Linked DNA regions of Mus musculus: region 1 is linked to region 2. Evidence: chromatin contacts called from public Hi-C data. All regions are on one chromosome and are shown on one strand. Each heading gives the region's core, a stretch centred on a gene start, on an enhancer-like site or on the middle of the called end of the contact. The rest is flanking DNA. Distances are from core to core; before and after follow the strand shown.

The links. Hi-C and Micro-C count contacts between places; a contact is called where the count stands out from the background.
Region 1: a contact with region 2 is called in a Hi-C map of uterus. The contact joins two enhancer-like sites. A contact is called at or near these places in 1 of 484 Hi-C or Micro-C datasets (uterus) and 1 of 115 datasets of contacts at active chromatin or transcription factors (bone marrow-derived macrophages).

The regions. Positions count from the first base shown.
Region 1 is chr15:36,577,300-36,579,999 of GRCm38.p6, reverse strand. No RefSeq gene overlaps it. Among named protein-coding and RNA genes, the nearest start is that of Snx31, 23 kb to the right of the region's middle. Within about 2 kb of position 1,264, at least 121 of the 459 cell types and tissues checked have an H3K27ac peak or open chromatin away from gene starts, as enhancers often do. A contact at or near this core is called in uterus, where this site is marked.
Region 2 is chr15:36,398,466-36,401,292 of GRCm38.p6, reverse strand. No RefSeq gene overlaps it. Among named protein-coding and RNA genes, the nearest start is that of Gm34150, 26 kb to the right of the region's middle. Within about 2 kb of position 1,427, at least 32 of the 459 cell types and tissues checked have an H3K27ac peak or open chromatin away from gene starts, as enhancers often do. A contact at or near this core is called in uterus, where this site is marked.

The sequences.
Region 1 (2,700 bases), core at 15-2,514, 180 kb before region 2:
TCTTAGTGTTTTCCACTGTAAAGCAATGATAACAACTCCTGTGGGTTATCGGGAAGATTTGTGCAGATAAGATACATAAGCTGTCCAGTAGACAGGTAATCAACAGATTGAACTAAATGTTGTTATATGCCCTGGACAGTACTATGAGGGCTACCTGGGAGATCTTTTGCCTAAAATCACACTCTCTCTTCTCCTTGGAAGCTGTACTTGAATAACCAACATCAGGAATTGGTGTTAGAATGTATGCTGTGATTTCTAGAAGACCCATGTTAAAGGGCAACCTCACCACTTGCAAGTGGAGCCACTACAGCAAGCCTTTATCAAGAACTAGTCCAATCAGAATGGGCCTGGTGGCACAGGGCTGCCATCCTAGCTACTCAGGAGACAGGCACAAGGGTCACAAGTCAAAGGTCTGCTGGGACAGCCTATTGAGCCCCATGTCAAAATAAGTAAAATTTAAAGAGAGAGCTATAGATGATAGATAGGTAGGTGATAGCTAGATAGAATACACAGACACACACACACTTTATATAGGTAGACAGACAGATATATATATCGATCTCAGATGTAAAGTGTTCACTGTACATACATGAGGACTGAGTTTGGATCCCAGCACTAGCGTGAGAGTCTGGGTGTGTGTAATCCCCTCCCTGGGAGAGCTGAAGTGGAAGGATCACTGGGGGCTTCCTGGTCAGCTATTCTAGCCATTCAGTCAGCTCCAGACCCAGTGAAAGACCCTCTTCTTTGTAGAATAAAGTACTGGTCCTACACACACACACACACACACACACACACACACACACACCCCACATATACATGGATACACATACAAGCACACACACAGTCTACAGATATGCTCAGTGGTACAGCATTTGCCTAGACCCTGGGCTCAATCCTCAAAATTGAAAGAAAAACATCAGTTTAATTGATCAGCAAAGACTGAACTTGGAGAACAGGGCACTGCTGTACTTGTGATAAGTACTTTTTGTGCCCACTTGATCGTGGACTGCCTAAGTTCTTGATGGCTCCCCCTGATTGTATCTTTCTCTTGGAAGTATTTGGGCAATTAGCAAAGACATTGCACACAAAGGACAACTGCCTGGGCAAGAGGGAGTCAGAGTGGAGGCTTGTCTGTCTGTTAGCCAGTCCCACCGTGGGAGGGAGAACGGGAACTTCTTTCCCTCAGGAGCATGAGTGCTGCAAAGCCTGGCAGCAGTGTGAACGCGGAGCCTTCTGCAGTAGTCCACAGGGGGGCGCCATGTGCCAATCTTAATCTGTAAGATTCTGTCAAGAGGCGGAAGTTCACAAGCAACTGCTATGCAGAGACCAGTGTTGGTGCGGCTGCTTGCTGCCGAGGGAGCCCTGGCTGGCTTTCTGGCCCTTGCTCTCTCCGGATCTGAAAGTGAGGATCAGCCATCCAGTCTGAGGACTACACAATTCAGCGGCATCGCGAACTCCCAGGAAGTGCTGACATCCATCCACTCCTCAGGGCCTGCCCCTTGGAGGACCCGGTCAGAAGATCTGGCGTCGAACAGGACAGGATGGAGCAGCGAGGGGTCTGATGGCTTATTTTTTAATTCCTCTGGTGACAGTTTTATTGGGCTGTTATTTACATATGTTGTAACTCACCCATTTAAAGTGTACTGTTCAGGGGCTGGAGAGATGGCTCAGCGGTTAAGAGCACTGACTGCTCTTTCAGAGGTCCTGAGTTCAATTTGCAGCCACCACACGGTGCCTCACAACCATCTGTAGTGAGATCTGATGCCCTCTTCTGGTGTGTTTGAAGAGTGGCAATGTACTCACGCACACAATAAACAAACAAATAAATCTTTAAAAAAATTTGTACAGTTCAACGAGCTTGCTGAACACACGCATGGTTATGCAACCACCACCCTAACCATCCCTCAAAAAACTCAAAAAACCCTCTGTCTGTGATCTCACTTCCCAAAACCCCACTCCCAGGCAACACAGTTTTTACTTCTGAGTCTACAGAGTCACCTACTCTGGAGATTGATATAAATCAAGTGATGAGTTTAGTGCCTTTGCTTCTGGCTTGTCTCCCTGTTTGCAAGCTTTATCCCTGAGGCTCATGCAGCGGTGCTCATGCCAGTGTCTTAAGCAATAGAATTCTATTTCACTGTGTGAAATCCATAAACAAAATCCACATTTTGTTTATTGGGTCCTTATTTAATGATTTTTTTCTGTGTTCTAATTTATTATGAAGGATGTTGTTAGGACTATTCTCTTGAGAATAGTCATTTATTCTTTTTATTTATTCTTATATGTGGGGTATGGTGGTCAGGGAATAGCTCTGCAGAGCTGTTTTTTCCTTCCACCTTTCTGGGGGTTCCAGGGATTGAACTCTCATCACCAGATTTGTATAACAAGTCTTGCTACTCACTGAGTGAGCTCACCAACCCTTTTATATATGTGTTCTTGTAGGGACAAGATTGATTTATTTATTGTGTGTGTATGTGGTGTGCCTGTGTGTGCCTATGTGTGTGCACCTGTATGTGTATGTGTAGTATATGTAATTGTTAGTGTGGATATGTGTCGATGGGTGTGCAAGTATATGTATATACATGTGTGTGCGTGTGCGTGTGTATAAACCAAAGGTTGCCACCCCTCATCTTTTCCTGATCATCTTTATTTTTGGAGACAGTCTCTGGAGCTCACTGCTTCTGCTACTCTGGCTGGTGT
Region 2 (2,827 bases), core at 178-2,677:
GGAGCGCAGGCAGCCTTCCCAAGCTGACAAAGACCCTGTGGATTTCCCTCAGAGCCCCTGGTGGAGAACACAGCCAACGCCTTAATTTTAGCCCAGTGAGCCTGGGCTGGGCTCCTGGCATTCAAATATAATTATGCATTTGTGTAAGACACTGAGTTTGTGGTAATTTAATGTAATAAGCAATACAAAAACCAACATACTTACATCATGGGTCATTGTGACATTTTCAAGGCTGATCTGTAGCAAATGGATTGTTGCTGTTATTGTTTATAGAAAGGAACCAAGAGTGATGATCTACTCAATATTAATGACACATCTGCGCCCCACCCCTGGCGGTTTGAGAGTCTGGGAATGGGGAGCAAAATTGTAGCCTTTAGAAATGACCCAAGAGATTGTTGAGTATAGCCACTCCTTTGAGGTCAGGTGATAACTTGTGGTCTCTAGCACCACAAGTTGGGGTGCTACCCTCTGGCCCCATGGTCCCTTGACCTATCCCCTGTGTCAGGCTGCCTTAGCACCCCAAAAGCACTCCACAGCCCGAGACAGCAGCCACATTGTCTGATCTGAAGATTTTTTTTTTCCTGCCAAGTGAGCTCTTTTGTTATTGTGAGTACTTTCAAAGCACAAAGGAGTGCGTTCGGGCATGCTGATAGTCCGTGCCACACTCTCAAAGCAGCTGGCAGAGCCTTAAACATGTCAGAAATGTGCCTTGTTGTCTACCATGTCCCAGCCTTGCCCAGCAGGAAACTTGGGGTGTGGCAGAAGAAATGTGCCTCTACTCCGGGGCTCATGGATGATCCCGAGCACTTTCAAGTTTGATGATCTCTGTACACTGCACTGGGCTGGGTACCGAGCATCAAATGCAGCTGGATAGGCTCCTCTCGCTGGACTAGAAATATCCTGTCTGTTCTTGATGTCCTATGGGGCAATCACGCAGAATGTAATTAAACAAATACCAAGAAAGCCCACTCTATAACAGAACTGAGAGCCTAGAGGTGGGACAGCAGAGATAATACAGGCTGGGGCTTGACCTCACTGAGCAAGCAAACAAGACCAACATTCTACGATCATTAGCCATCGATACCCTCCCAGGTTGTGAACTATAGCTTTTAAAAGTCTCACTGCTTTGGAGTCTAATTTGTACATCATTTCCCCTGGAGGTTAGCATGCAGATTCTGGGAAAGGACACTGCAGCATTTCTGATGAGCGTCCAGTGTTAGAGGCTGTTGGAATAAGGACCAAACTGAGTGAAAAGGTGACAAACCTCTTAAGGCAATTCTGTATCCATTCTAGCCTAGGATTGGAACAGGCGACAGGGCCCATCCTTCTCACAGGAGAGAAAACCTGAGACTTTGAGGGTCACAAGCAGACCTGGGCTGTCAGCCAAGGACTTCTGTGGGCCTCTCCCACTTTATCGAAGCCTGAGGCAGCTGCCTAATTATCTCTGGCTTTAAAAGCATAGACACACACAACCCATGCAGACTCCTTACACGTAAGGGAGCTCCCTCTGGTCCAGACTTCGATAGAGGAACAGCTGTCAGTCTGGGGTGCCTCTCTGTGATAAGGAAAGGGCACACTCACCTTGCTGGTGAGGGCGAGAGGGAGGTGGCTCTGGATGTTTGTAGCCCCTCTCAAGTTTCTCTTTAACAATAATGTCCTTCCAATCTCTTACAACCAAGAAGAAATGGGAAGCTGGGTTTTCTTGGATTTGTTCCAGTCTGAGCAGCTGGAATCTACTGGACATGCTCGGTCACTCTCTCCTGAGACAGGACAGCTGGGTCAGGGCAACCACTACATTGAGAAGCCTCACTCCCACCCTGCTTCCCACCTCATGTCGGGGCAGGCTCCCTGGCAAGGCAGGCCTTGCCCCCTATGCCCTGCTCCCCTTCTTGCTAAGGCTGGTATAATTTCCCAACACTTAAGAGTTTTTGGTTTCTTTGTTTGTTTGTTTTTGGAAAATCTTCACACCATATCAAACATATTAAAGGCATCCACATCAATTTTATTTTGTGTTTGGCCAATGTGAACAAGCAGTAGTTGTTAGTAATCTAGCTATAAAAAAAAATGATGTCTATAATTCTGCCTTTGAAATAATTTGTTACAAATTCATTTTATGAAGGGCTAGGCTTTCTTCATAATTGGTCAGCAAGCTGTAAAGAAAAGGACTTATTGTTTTAAGCATCATGATTTTGTTTATGAAGTCCCAACTTATTCATGAAACTAGCATGCCATTTTTTGTAGGTATTTAATTGAGTCTACTTAAATTCAATTGGGCTGTTTTCTTTCTCTGCTTTGTTTGGAGCTCCTCACAAATTTTACAGGGACCTGAAATGTTTCCTTAGACTGGCCAGGTCTAAAAAATGTCAGGCGATGCCAGAGCAGGCTGTATAGAAGCTGCCCGGGGACCCTTACCAGCCGTCTCCACACTTTGCTTCCTTCCTGCATTTTCTTACCTCCAGGGACCCAGTTTTAACCAGCAATTGGTTTCCATGGTGACAGGGAATGTCCATCTAGGGAAAAAACTTGGCAGAAACATCAGGTCTAGGAGCTTTCTTAAAATGACTAAAATTTAAATGTAGGAGGTGGAGTACATAATGAGTAAAGCAGGGAAATTATGTAGAGTAGTCAGGATTGAAGAAAGGTGTGTGTGTGTGTGTGTGTGTGTGTGTGTGTGTGTGTGTGTGTGAGAGAGAGAGAGAGAGAGAGAGAGAGAGAGAGAGAGAGAGAGAGAGAGAGAATAGATGGTGGGAGCACGGTAGCTATAGCTATACACAAGTGCCAAATGGTCCTTCCTCCCTGACAGCACTGCTCCTTATCGGGGCCCTCT